Linked DNA regions of Sus scrofa: region 2 is linked to region 1. Evidence: chromatin contacts called from public HiChIP or PLAC-seq data. All regions are on one chromosome and are shown on one strand. The core of a region is the stretch at or near the end of the contact, and the rest is flanking DNA. Distances in the headings are between cores, read along the strand shown.

Region 1 (7,207 bases), core at 3,610-6,109:
GAATAAAACGTGTGCTCATCTCTTAAGACAGACACGGCTACACTGGGAATGGACAGGTCAAGATGCGGGAAGAAGTGAGAGTCAAAAGATCAACCAGGCCCGCAAATTCCATGTTGATTCGCAAGGATATAGCCTATCATCAGCCCTTCAGTCTGCGTAAAGTATTTCTTTCTCCTCCTAAGAGAAGCCCGATGGTCAAGTCAATGGCACCAACACATGACACACACACAGATGCCTGCCCCGGGCTGACTAACCAGGCTGTTCCTGGTTCCGGTCATTGACTCAGTGTGGCCGGGTGATGGCTGAGGCTCACGCGCTCTACCTGGACATGCGTGTGCACGGCTGACAGCTACTGTGCACGCAGTACTGTGTACAGTGTGGGGCACGGGACACAAGGCAGCGCTCTCAGGGCTGAACCAGCACCTCGCAGGGGGCCCTTAGGTTTCCAGTTCACCACGGGGCACTTGAAGCTCAGACAGGTTAAGCAGCTTCTCTGTAGTCACACAGCGACAGGTAAAAGGCGGACTCGTCTGAACCCCATCCATTCAACGCCAAGGCCCCACCTGTAAGCGCTGGACTCCGTCCGCCTCTCAGCCTCGGATTGGACCACCCCCAGCACCTGCTGGACTGACAGAAAATTCCAGAACCAACCAGATGTCTGTCTCCAGCCTGGGGAGTTCTCCCCGTCACAAAGCTGTTGGTGCCTAAACTCCTGAAAACATTACTTTTTAAAAGGCGATTTACTGTCTCAGAGGAAAGAAAAGGCTGCACTGTTCAGACGCGACTCTCCCAAGCAGAAAGGAAGCCCGTTTCCTAAACTTAGAATAAGTGCACAGCCTCCACTCATTTCTTCAGGGTTTAGGTCTTGCTCATCATTTAAGAAACTAAACAAAGTCAGGATAATGAGGAGAAGGCTTGAGACTCAATAATCATGCTGTCCAAGCAAATCAGCCGCTGGTCCCTAGAATCAATCTTGATACTAACACATAAAACCTCATGACCACAGTTAAACACATAAGTACAAGACTATGAGAATCCTTATATTACAGTTAATGTAATCATGCCAAGTACTGTATTACATAATTTTCTTTTCCTTTTTATGACTGCACCTGCAGCATATGAAAGTCCTCCGGCCAGGAGTCAAGTTGGAGCTGCAACTGCTGACCTACGCCACAGCCACACTGGATCCTTAACCTACTGAGAGAGGCCGGGGATCAAACCCGCATCTGTGCAGAGACGATGTAGGGTCCTTAACCTGCTGAGCCATATGGGAACTCTGAAAAGGCTTCGTTTTTCAGACAGGACTCTCCCAAGCAGAAAGGAAGCCCGTTTCCTATGCTTAGAATAGGGACACAACGTCCATTCTTATCTTCAACGTTTAAGTCTTGCTCATGGTTTGCAAAACTTAACAAAGTAAGGATAATGAAGGGAAAGCTTGACACTCAATAATTATCTTCTGTCCATGTACATCAGCTGTTCCCTGCGTTCAATTTTTTTTTTCTTTTTTTAGGGCCGCATCTGCAGCATATGGAGGTTCCCAGGCTAGGGGTTGAATTGGAGTTGTAGCTGCGAGCCTACGCCACAGCAAAGCCAGAATTGAACTGCATCTGCGACCTACACCATAGCTCACCACAACGCTGGATCCTCAACCCACTAAGTTAGGCCAGGGATTGAAACTGGGTCCTCATGGATGCCAGTCAGATTTGTTTCTGCTGAGCCATGATGGGAACTCCTCAATCTTGATACTAATACGTAGAACCCCATGATTACAGTTAAAATTTTCTAAGTAAAGACAAGGAGAATCCTTATATTACGGCTAATGTAATCATGCCAAGTATTTTAATACATCATTTTTTCCCCCTTTTTATGGCTGCACCTGCAACATATGGAAGTTTCTGGGCTAGGAGTTGAATGGGAGCTGCAACTGCAGGCCCACACCACAGCCACACCAGATCCAAGCCACGTCTGCAACCCAGGCTGCAACTTGCTGCAATGCCAGATCCTTAAACCATGGAGCGAGGCCAGGGATTGAACCTGCATCCTCACATAGACAACGTTGGGTCTTTAACTCAATGAGCCACAACAGGAACTCCCTAAAATATTAAATTATATAGCATGCTATGTTCCACTTGCTAAACAAGCCCCAGTGGAAGGCGGGATTCTGAAAACATCCTGGACCCTCCAGACTCCAGAAGTCGGGCATTATAGTAGGAAGCAGCCACTCCCAGGTCTAGAACATTCCAGAGGTCAGAGGAGGAGGAATATCCAAATTCATTTCCACTAAACTCTCCAAGAATCGCTCTTGCTCTTCCTAAAGTGACTTCTTTAGGAAAATGCAAGAATGACCCTACTTTTCAGCACCTCATGTTACACCGGAAACCACTTCTTCAGGAGGCAAGTGGCTATCTTTTCTTTCTCAGTAAAAGCCAAGGCTTCCAAGAGATAATACAACCAGACTGAAATATCTCCCGCCACCCTCTGCACTTATAAACATGCACAGAGACTCCTCTTCAAAGCTGAGGAGTAGAAAGCTCCTCTGGTGAAAGCAACCTTTTTTCAACCCTCTAAGAAAAAAAAGAGTCCTGAGGAGCAGCGAGCTGTGGGGCAACGGCACAGCCCAGCCAGGCCCCCTGCTTGCCGCTCACCATCCTCTGCCTGTGATGCAGCTGTGTCCCCAAGGACCATCACGGCCCCGGCAGGGCAGGGCAGGGCAGGGCGAGGATACATCCAGATCCGTAATTCCCAGTGCAGTACTGCAGACACCTGCTCTGTTGCAGCCACCAAGAAGCTGTCACCCCTGAGAGAGGCCAGCACATCCCAAGAGGGAGAGGTGCTAACTTGTACAAAAGCTGAGCTTAAGGGCAGCCAATCCCTAAGGATGACCAAACACCCATCACCTCTGGCTTCGCATCCCCTTGCCCTTTGCCGAGATGCATCAATGGCACGAAGCCTGAGCTCTGTCCCGGGTGCAAACCAGGGCTTCATGGTAACTGACTCTACTCTCTCCAGGCCTTACAAGTGAACCGTCCCCTTTTAGGGTCCCCTGGACATCTCCCCTTCTCCAGTGTCACATCCAGGTCTGGAGCTCATCAACCTGCAGGCTTAATCCATCACTCCTTCCTTCATCTGTCAAACACTTGTGAGCACCTATCATGTTCCAGGCACAATAACAAAGGAGGCCCATGGGAACACTGCACTGCTTCCGTCCCCCCAGCCTCCCAGTGGGGGAAGAGACAGCTCTGGATTAAAAACACATCACGATCCTGAGTAACACGAGTCAGGAAGCAAGGTGCGTCCAACTTCACTAAGGGGGCAGGACTCTAAATCAGCTTGATACAGACAGAGAAGGCTTCACACAGGCTGTGAGGTCTGAGCTGACTCTCAACAGTTAAGCAGAAGGATTGGGCGGGGGGAGATGATGGAAAGGGAGGGAACAATATTACAAAACCTGCAAGAGTGCCCTGGTTCAGGAAGGACCATCAGTTCAGCATGGCGGAGGTGCCAGATGCATGGAAGGAACAGGCGCTAAAACCTCATGACCACAATTAAACACTTATAAGTACAAGACTATGAGAATCCTTATATTACAGTTAATGTAATCATGCCAAGTACTGTATTACATAATCTGAATCAGATTCAGAAAGAAACAGGTCCCCCCAAGGAACCTGGAGCATTACCATTAGCAATGGCCAAGCGAGGGAGAAGGTCCAAACTTCAGCCACATTCAGCCTGAAGAAGTGTCTGACTTCACCACTAATGTGGAATTAGTTGCCAACATCTAAAAATTACACATTTGCAAATAAAAATCTGGATTCTTGGCTTCATAGAAAAAATCTGACAACACTGGGCCAACATCCCTACGTGGTAACATTTCTTTGGATCTGAGTGGCAGGTGTAACAGCTTAACCCTTTAGAGAGGATACCTATTAAAGCTGGAATTCATGACCATTCTCACCTGGCCCCTGAAGCCATGTGAGTCTGCAATCCTCTAGAGTTACAGTAAGATACATGTTAGGGGAAACAACACTGAAAGCGATACAGTGCCTAAAGTACAGCAGTAGTAAAACTGGAGGCAAGCGGGAAAGGTAGGAAGACAGCACAAGAGCACAGGAAGAGGTAACAAAAGTCCGACCTGTTAAGAGACTAAACCCAGCAAAAGGTAATGAGTCAAGAAATGTTTAACTCCCTTCAAGTACAAGAATAATTATTATGTAACTTTTTTGTGGGATCTATTCAAGGGCCAAAGACTATAGTAAGAGAATGGAAAAATGATTCAGAAATAATTTTCCATTAAAAAACCCGTGGCTATTTAGTAAACTGTGTGGAAAATCCACCCAAACGCCATTAATCAGCACAGACAACTGATGAGGTCCAGCAGGCACGGTCTGTGTGATTCCTAACCAGGTTCTCTGGTCCGTTTTTCAGCTGGGACAGAACAAATTCTCACTGCAAGCTTTCTGAGCTAAGCCCTTGAGAAGTGCTGTTTACATGCAGAGGGTGATATGTAAACCATTATAACGTCTCACACTGCGACCAGCAGTTGTTAAACTTTTCCTCCGAGGCAAAAGCCTTCCGAGACTTACACAAGCCGCTGACGTCAGCATGTTGGAGATGCCCCGGTCGCTCACGTCTACCTCCGGCTGGTCCTTTTCCCAGCTTTCCTCCAACTTTTCCAAAGAGTGGGACATGACCTGGACCAAACGACAGCAAAGCACGTGAGCAACGGCCAGGAGGGTGCAGGGGGAGAAATGAGGGAACTCTCAGCAGGCACTCTCCAGTGTTCCCCCAGCCCAGAGAAGTGGGCATCAGCTGGCAGGGTTCGGGTGCGGGGTTGGAGGATGGGGAAGGCGGGGCAGGAGAGGAGGATGGGGGGGCGGGGCGGGGCAGGGGAGGAGGATGGGGGGGCGGGGCAGAGGAGTGGGAAGGGTCCAGCACCATTCCCGCCGCGCTGGGAGAAGTAAAAACAAAGGCAACACACGCACACACGAATACTCACTGCGAAAGGCAGCACCTAACAGGTTGGGCGTGGAAACGACTGGATACCGCAGGGCTTTCCACCGCGGCGGCGACAGAAACACTCGGTCTGAACTAAAACATTCGAACCAGGAACACGCCCCGTCCCCCTCTCAGCGCAAGCGCACACCAGGGCAGTCTCAGCTCCACGCCCCGCCCGCGCCCCACCCTTCCCTAATTAGAACAGTTTACTAGAGGTCGCTCAGGGCGAGGCTCCGCCCATAAAAGAATGTGTGCCCCGCGGCCGGCCAATCACATCAGCTGATCCGCCTTGAGACTCCGCCCCACCAGAAGTGAGTCCGTCCCGCTAGTATTTGCTCGGATTCTGATTGGACCGGATTTGGGGCGTGCGCTTTAGTGTTGGCGCGGGCTCAGTTTGTGGGTAGAAGCCCGAGCGCTGTGGGCGGGAGCGGGAAGTCTCAGAGAGATGGTTGTACCTCAGGTTGAGTCCCGGGAAGCTACAAGTAAATTTTCTCAATGTGCGGATTCTTTAAATGCGGTTCCACTTACTGGAAGTTGCTATCCTGAGGCCCTTTCCCACAGGTGTGCCTCCCACTATATTGTGAACTCCTCAAAGCATGAACTTTGTGGTCTGTGTCCCTGGCGCCCAGGTCGCAATTGTGGACCCCAGGGTCACGTGAAGGGGATATGTACCCAGATAAATATGTAACTTATCTGATCTTATGCTAGGTTGTAGTTTAGTTTGCTTTCTATTAAATGATGATTTCCTTAAACAATTGTCTTTTTTAAAAAAACTATAATTTGTTTTTTCTTCTTGTAACCTTAAGCTTTTCATTATTCTCCACTGTTTGAAATCCAGTGAATTCTTAAAGACTTAAGGAACCTTACTTCTCTTTGATTTTTTTCTGTTCTTCCAGCTGAGCAGCTATAATTTCTTTACACTTGGTTCCTGCGTTTAAACAGACATCTTGCTGGAGTAACTACCCTCAAGTGACTTTCTCTAAAAGGATGGCAAAAACGTTAACCAATTGCCCGTTTTTATTTTTTTATTTTATTATTTATTTGTTTTTTTTGGCATTTCTTGGGCTGCTCCCGCGGCGTATGGAGGTTCCCAGGCTAGGGGTTGGATCGGAGCTGTAGCCACCGGTCTACGCCAGAGCCACAGCAACGCAGGATCCCAGCCGCGTCTGCAACCTACACCACAGCTCACAGCAACGCAGGATCCTTAACCCACTGAGCAAGGGCAGGGATCGAACCGCAACCTCATGGTTCCTAGTCGGATTCATTAACCACTGCGCCACGACGGGAACTCCCAATTGCCCATTTTTAATTGTCCTTATTTTGCCCACACCTTTGATAATTTGCCTAGCACGGAATTCGGGTTGAAAATCAGTTTCACTTAAGTCTCAATTGCATAGTTCCACTGACTTTAAATGTTGATATCCAGAGACATACTTGTCTCCTTAAATCTTTGCAGGGAACTACTGTTTTCCCTTGGGAATCATTTATGATCTTTTCATTATTCATCATGTTCTGATATTTCACCATACAGTCCCTGATAGGGTGTCTTTTTTCGTTTGTTTAGTTTTCACTGAGTCATTTTCAGAGGATGCTTCATTTCTCTCCTCCTCTCTGGAACTTGTTTTCTGCTATAATTTTGAAATTTCTTTCCTGTCATTTTATCTGATTTATTCTGGAAATCTATTAGATGGAGGACTCCCGAGCCAGTTTTTAATAGCTGTTTTTTTTTTTCCTCCTATATTTCCTTTTTAAAAATTTTATTTATTTATTGCTTTTTTTTTTAGGGCTGCCCCTGTGGCATATGGAGGTTCCCAGGCTAGGGGTGGAATTGGAGCTACAGCTGCCAGCCTATGCCACAGCCATGGCAACGCTGCTGGGAGCCACCTCTGTGACCTGCACCACAGCTCACAGCAGTGCAGGATCCTTAACCACTGAATGAGGCCAGGGAGCGAAACCGAAATTTCATGGTTACCAGCCAGATTCGTTTCCGCTGCACAATGGGAACTCCCTCCTTTTTTTTTTGTTTAAACTTAATGTTCTAGGAGATTTTCTCTTTTATCTTCCAAACCTCTATTAATAAATTTTAAAAATCACTTTGGCTATTAGTGAACCATACTTTTTAAGATCGCCTTCTTGTTTAATGCTGCCCTGCTTTTGTTTCATGAGTGCAGACTCTTCTCAAATATCTCTGAGGATAACAATTTTTAAACCT
Region 2 (7,427 bases), core at 4,229-6,728, 450 kb after region 1:
GTGGATCATGATGGCTGGCTAATGTCAACTGCAGAGTCATTCTGTCTACATGGTTGTTCAGTGTTTCTTCTGTGGTGGGATGCTTTCTGGCTGGCATTAATTGATACAAAAATTTTCACACTGTGCATCTCCCATAGTCCCCTCCATATGCCTCTCCCTCAGCCCTCCTTGTATCTAAGGGTCCAGGCCTCTTCTTTCCAGGCTCTTGGCCGGCTAGCCACGCTGTAGGTCTCAGGCCAGGAATCTCTATATAGTCTGACTTTGAGCTGCTATGCCTTCTATGCCAGATGTGTCACTGGCATCCCTACTCATTAGGAAGAGCTTTGCTCCCATCCCCACCCTACTGTCTTTCAAGGCCATCTGGATGTGGCTGCAGTAGAGCCACCAGGTATTCCAGCTTCTACCCACAAACTGAGCCCAACCACCTGTACACCAAGTGCAAGTTTTTGCTGGTTTTATGGCACTTCTTCCCCCACATGGCCCCAGGAGAGCTGGAGGTCTACAAGGAAGGCCTACCAATGCAACCACAGACGGTGACACGGTGTCTGGGCTACCAGCTCCTGCAGCTTACCTGCGCTCTCTGGTCCAGCTCAGGCTCGATTCTGTATGTATCATTTCCATCCCTATTAGGGTCCATGGTGAGAGCTGTTGCTCAGAAGATGTAGAATTCTCCATTGCAGATGATATGGACTTTCTTTAGAACTTAGGGGTCTGCATAATTCTTCTCCCACTAGGACTTCCCGTAAATTACACCATGGACTCGTCCAACAGGAAAAAGTCAGCTGGATTGTATGGGCAAAGCATCAAGGCTCTTATACCACCTGCTGCAGACACTTATCCTGCTCTGGGCTCCACAGAGCGGGCAGCCTTGTGTGTTACCTGGTGTTTGGATCAGAGCATCATTTCCATGTGGAATTTGTCTCCATAACCCAAAGTCATCTAAGAGGTAGTGTGCTCTCTTCTTCTGGAAAAAGATCAAGATACAATTATCAGAGTTCTCCTTGTGGCTCAGTGGGTTAAGAACCCAACATAGTGTCTGTGAGGATGCGGGTTTGATCCCTGGCTTCGCTCAGCAGGTTAAGGATCCAGTATTGCTGCAAGCTACCATGTAAGCTGCAGATGTGGCTCAGATCTGGTGTGGCTGTGGCTGTGCCATAGATCCCAGCTGCAGCTCCAATTAGACCCCTAACTGGGGAACTTCCATATGCCGTAGATGTGGCTTTTTTAAAAAAGAGGATGTTCCCACTGTGGTGCAATGGGATCAGCAGCATCTTGGAAGCACTGGGATGCAGGTTCAATTCCTGGCCCAGCACAGTGGGTTAAGGATCTGGCATAGCCAAAGCTGTGGCTTAGGTTCCAACTGTAGCTCAGCTCAGATCTGATCCCTGGCCTGGGAACTCCATGTCTTGGGGTGGCAAAAAAAAAAAAGAAAGAAAGAAAGAAAAAGATGCAGGTGTCAGGTTTTCACTTTGCCAGGAATATCGAGGCTTGCCTCTGACCGCTGGACCCTCGTACTTTACTGAAGGGGCAGGTCCCTGACTCTGACATGACTCTGACATGACCTCCAGAGCGCATGTTTCTTCTCAAGGCCTCCAGGGTCCCCACCGCCTCTTCCCGGCCCTGCTCAATCAGCATGGCAGCACTGATGTAATGGATCGATGTGACAGCCTATGGAATCTCTAGATTTTATCATGACTGACAGCGGGAGTGTTCAGAGAAGCCTGAAGCAAAACTGTAAATGAATGTGCCTGTCCATTCCATGCGAATGCACGCTCTTTCTGATAAGACTAGAAAACAGCCCCCACCTCATTTTGTCAAATCAATGGCTGCACACCATTCCTCTGAGGCATTTATTCATCCGCTCTAGCCACAGTGCTACATCAAGCACAGCGGATGAAACTGGGGCTCCAACTTGGCTGAGCACGCAATGGTCTTGGGTCATTCTCCTGGATCCAGCTAGTTTCAGCAAGGCTCACACTGGTGAATTAAATGGAAATAGGACAGCAACTATCATCCTTGCATCCTTTTGGTTTAGAGGGTGGCATTTATCTTTATCCCACCTGCATCCCCAGAATATGACCCTGCGATTAAACGTCTTGGCTGGGAGGATGGAAGGGGGTAGTTTCAGAGACTTTCCACTTGGCCTTTCCTAACCATGATACAGCTGTCACGTCCGTCTCAAGGTGAAACCATCCTTGACTCCAACCATCAAGGATGTTGGAATTACACTCAGGGGCTGGGGAAATGACCAACTGGATGGATCGGTGGACCCAGTGGACCTGCTGTGAGCTGGACTTTTCCTTAGGACTCTATCCACCTCCTGGACCCATAATCCTCCATTGCAGCAAGGAGGCCATGGTGTTTGCTTCAGATCTCTGATCACCACTGTCCACTCACACCCTGTGTCCAAAAGTCCTCAAGAAGTCTTGCTCTTCCTCTTCCCTCAGAGTAGTCAATCAAACAAAGGACCGCAGGTCCTTTCAGGGATAGGACACGGGAGTAATTGCAGGAATTACTGCTGAAACATTTCAGGGTTCTTTCTCTAAGTCTCCAGCCACCTCTTGGGTCAATGTGCTCTGAGTATTGGCTCAAATCAGAACGGAGCAGGGGATCAAAACATTTTGCTGGGTAGTTCCCATTGTGGTGCAGCAGAAACACATCCAATTAGTATCCATGAGGATGTGGGTTCAATCCCTGGCCTCACTCAGTGGGTAGGAGATATGGCATTGCTGTGAGCTGTGGTGTAGGTTGCAGACACGGCTTGGATCCCACGTTGCTGTGACTGTGGTGTAGGCCAGCAGCTGTAGCTCTGATTTGACCCCTAGCCTGGGAACCTCCATATGCCATGGGTACAGCCCTAAAAAAGAAGAAAACAAAATACAAGAAAAACCATTTTACTGGGTGATGGCCATCTGCTCCTCCATTTGTGCTTTCTCTGGGTTGGAGAAATTAAGAAGCACTCTTATTACACGACTGCTTTGCCTGAAGGAAGCCAGGGTCTACAAACCATCTTCACAACTTCCTATGGGTTGAGTCTCTTTAGCTGCCCTTCCAGCCTCGCCAGCCATGATGGTCGTTGTGACTCCGTGGCTTCTGATGGTCAAGGGACCCTGCACAGCCCCATCCTAGGTCCATTAACAAACTCAGCTCTGTGTCTGTCTCACAGAGCCCTGACCCGCAGACTTCATCTGGCCACTTCTGGTCCCAACCACATCTGTTCAGGTCATTCAAGATGTAAAAGCCCAAACAAGATTAGATATACAAAAGATTTATTGGGTGAGATGTCTGGGAAGAGAAAAGGGAGCTTGAGAAGATGTAGGAAAGGAGAACCTTTGGACCATAATGCAGGTCTGCCATCTGTGAAAGCAGAGGAGGGAAGAATTGGATTGGTAGAGCCTCAGATTATAAGGATGCTCTGTGAAAAGCCTTGGCTAGGCTGATGGAGAGCCTTGAGCCAAAGCTGACCTTTAGAGAAATCTGGCATCCAACAAATGGCCCTATTCTAGCACACATACTATGCTCAGTCATTGGCTGGGAATGATCCAATGGCAGCATTGATTGAGGATGAACAGAGAAGAAGACTTCAAAGAGGGACAATTGGAGTCAATCATCTACGTTCCAGAGTGGGTTTTATTTTTTTTAATTTGTTTTTGTTTTGGGGTGTTTTTTTGTTTTGGTTTGGTTTGGTTTGATTTGCTGCACCTGTGGTGTGTGGCAGTTCCTGGTCCAGGATCCAAACTGCACCATAGCAGTGACCTGAGCCACAGCAGTGACAATGCCAGATCCTTAACCCACTAAGCCACCAGGGAACTCCTCCAAAAGTTTTGAATCATTGTGGTTGCCTTGCCCAGGACCACACAGTAAATCTCATTAAAGAAGAATACGTCCTTAGATGCAGCATAATCTGCAAAGATTCTCTGACCCTCCAGGAAGGAGAAGCTATTATATTGTCAGACAGAGCAGTGTCTGCCCTTCTTGCATTCTCTCATTTTTCAGACTGTGTCCTGGTTCTATCTGCATTTAAGAAAAGAAATCCATTACTTACTCATCTCCTGATGGCCCCTCTTTAGCTACATGAAGGCCCTGCCAGAGTCTTTACTGATTGATTGATTGCCTTTTTTAGGGCCACACCTGGGGCATATGGAAGGTCCCAGCTAGGGGTCGAATCAGAGCTGCAGCTGCCAGCCTATGCCACAGCCACAGGAACACGTGATCCAAACCATGTCTGCGACCTACACTATAGCTCAGGCAATGCTGGATCCATAAGCCACTGAGCCAAGCCAGGGATCGAACCTGCATCCTCATGGATGCTCGTCAGGTTTGTTACCAGCCACCATGGGAACTCCCTCCTGCCAAGGTTTTTAAGTGACCAGTTTCCTTTACTGTCACCTCCAAAGAGACTTAACTTTCTTCTTCACTTTTTGTTCCTTTACCTTATTTTTGTCCACCACACTTATTACTGTCTATAATGTTATTATATATTTGCATGTTTTACTGATCAGTTTTGTGTCCCCTATTTGAAGATAAATGTCATGGCAGATGGCACCACCTTTGTCTTACTCACTGTCATATCTTCAGTATCCAGCATGCACACACCTGACAGATCGTATGTGCTTAATATATGCTTGTCGAATCGAGTATGTCAAATCTTAGGCAGGCCAACCTCCCCAGACATGTCTAAAACCAGTCCCTGGGGTAGGAAATGGGGACAGAGGAAAGATGTTTTTCTAGTTACATTATGGTTATCTCACAAGAATTCTATAAATCAAGGGCTAGCATACCCATTTTGCAGATGAGTAAACTGAGGATTATTTAGACATTAAGTAAAACTCACAAGGTCTTCAAGCTAGTAAACAATGAAGATGGGAATCCAGATCCAAGGTGTGTGCTGTCAGCCCTACAGGATACTAGGAACAACCAGAAAACCCCCAAACCTAACTTTGAATAGATGCATTTCAAGAAACATTAAACTAGCTCCATTTCTGAACTTCTCCAACAGAGTAACTCCCACCACCAATCGACCTAATTGCTGAATCACAAAATGGGCGTTGTAAAGAACCCTAAAGCACTTTGAAATTTTCCAACTAACAGCTCATTACACCCTCTTTTGAAAAGTGAACTAAGAGCCGTTTTGCTAATCAGGACTCAAAAAGGCTTAAATGCTCCACACAGAGTATCGGAAAGCCAGAGAGCCATTAAGTCATTACCTCGTGCCAAACTGACATGCCCAATTGAACACCGCAGTATATTTTCCTGGTATTTTAACCTGTCTTGCACCTAATGCCCCAGAAATTGTTACTCGTATTTAATCTCCCTCAGGATTTTTTTCCTTTCCAAGAAGCTACTAATAATTTCCCTTGTCAGAGACATTAGTCTCCTCAGACACCTGTCAAATGTTTTTTTGTTTTGTTTTGTTTTGTGGTTAATCTAAAGCAAAGGTGAAAAAAAAAAAGGAGCTGAATCATTCAGGGAGGCAAACAAGAAAAAGCACTCGGCTGGGAAGAGTCTAATCATTATTAGCACCCGCACTGCTGGCAGGAGCACGAAAAAGCCACACAAATCAAACACTCGTGTCTGAAATCAAATGCACATCAACTTAAATTCCAGCCTTCTGTTAACCTGATAAATTATTCAGCCTTCTTACACATTTAATAACGCTCTGAAACAGGTCCCAGAAAACATTTGCATATAAAATATAATTTGAGAAATAAATAAAGCCTTGGTAGGAGGCTATGGGCTTACTCAAGGTCACTCTGATGAAAGCACTCAGAGCGAGTTGTCTGTCCTGCTCATTTCTGAGTCATTTTCTTCAAAGGGCAATTCTTTCTGGACTGGTGTTGAGCAAGGCAGTGATTACTTAATTTCTAGAGGGGGAGGTGGGTTTGATTTACAGACCAGAGGCTTGATGACATCTGGCGTGGGCATCCTCAAAATGTCATTTCCTAACCTCTGCACAGGAAGATCTCCTTGGGAGAAAATCCTTTCTTTACTTGAATCTTTCCCATAAAAAAAGTTGTGTGTGGTGGGGGGGGGGAGGGAAGAAGGGGGCGGGAGAGAGCTGCGAAAACTGCTTCTGAGTCATCAACACCTTTGAAGATATTAAGCCAGGAAGATTGCGTCAACCACATGAAAATGTCAAAACAAACAAGCAAACAAAAGCAACAAAACCCATCCATTCTTCAAGACCTTGATTGCTTGTCAGAGAGGGATGGGGCAAAAACCGAAATGGCCACTGTGGTGTCCAGCGAAATACTGACATCTACTGGTAGGTCCAGCAATCACAGGGCTTTCCCACTAGGGCCTCGCTGAGCCTAGGGGATTGGAGGGATTAACATCAATTGGCCACAACACACAACTATTCTTAGTAATAATAAATTTATTATTATGACAAGTTTATTAAGACTATTTCTGATCATTGTACAACTATAAATGTAATAATTTCATTGAGTCATAAAAAATAATAAAATAATTTTAAAAATAAAAAATAAAAATAAATAATACGTTAAAAAGACCATTTCTGAATTCTTCTATTATTTATTATAGTCTTTTTAATCTACCAGATAATCACTGACCAAGCCCCTATACTTGAAACATCTAGCCTGAGAGAAGCCCAGTCAAGGCAAGAGTAAAATGAACTAAATTCCTTTCTATGCTTTTATGATCCCCAAACATAACCTCTTCAAAAACAGTGCTTCAAAAAAAGCAGCAAGAACAACGGGAAGGAATTTTGCTTAGTTGGAAGATTTAACACGTGTTCAAATCCAGAAACCTCTAACAGGCTTTGTCATTTATACTAAGTTAACTAATCTCGATGAATCTCCATCTTGCCAGCAGAAAAAGAGGAGTCAGAACACCTATTCGGGATGACAGTGAAAAGCAATTAACACAAAGTGTCTTGTTCACATTAAAGACTCAATAATGAGCTCGTTATATTTACACAACAGGAAATTTTCTGGGGCTATTTGGTTATGGAATGACCAAGCTGAGATTTAGAAGAGTGCTTCTTAAACTTTAATTTGCACATGAATCATCAAGAAATCTTGTTAAAACGAAGGCTCTGATTCAATCACTCAGGAGGGAGGCTCCAAATTTCTTACAAGTGCCCAGGGGATGTTGCTGCCGGTCCAGGACTGTACTGAGTAGCAAGGATCTATGAGGTCCACCGCCCTCTAGTGGTCAGGGGTTATGAGACGGCCTCAATAGATTGCGTTCCTATCAGAGGGAATTTCCTTTAATTGAAATATAGATTTACAATATTGGGTTGGTTTTAGGTGCGCAGCATAGTGACTCCGTATTTCTGCAGATTATATTCTATTACAGGTTATTACAACATAATGGGATAATTCCCTGTGCTATACCATATATCCTTGTTGCTTATCTATTTTATAGCCACTAGTTTGTATCTGTTAATCCCATATCCTAATTTG

What was found. HiChIP or PLAC-seq counts read pairs in DNA pulled down with a chosen protein or histone mark.
Region 2: an H3K27ac HiChIP or PLAC-seq map of alveolar macrophages shows a contact between it and region 1. The contact joins two enhancer-like sites. A contact is called at or near these places in 2 of 47 Hi-C or Micro-C datasets (embryonic fibroblasts and fibroblasts) and 1 of 2 datasets of contacts at active chromatin or transcription factors (alveolar macrophages).

Annotation. Positions count from the first base shown.
Region 1 is chr10:43,092,147-43,099,353 of Sscrofa11.1, forward strand. No RefSeq gene overlaps it. Among named protein-coding and RNA genes, the nearest start is that of EPC1, 150 kb to the left of the region's middle. Within about 2 kb of position 4,860, at least 57 of the 83 cell types and tissues checked have an H3K27ac peak or open chromatin away from gene starts, as enhancers often do. A contact at or near this core is called in alveolar macrophages, where this site is marked.
Region 2 is chr10:43,544,018-43,551,444 of Sscrofa11.1, forward strand. No RefSeq gene overlaps it. Among named protein-coding and RNA genes, the nearest start is that of VIM, 31 kb to the left of the region's middle. Within about 2 kb of position 5,479, at least 12 of the 83 cell types and tissues checked have an H3K27ac peak or open chromatin away from gene starts, as enhancers often do. A contact at or near this core is called in alveolar macrophages, where this site is marked.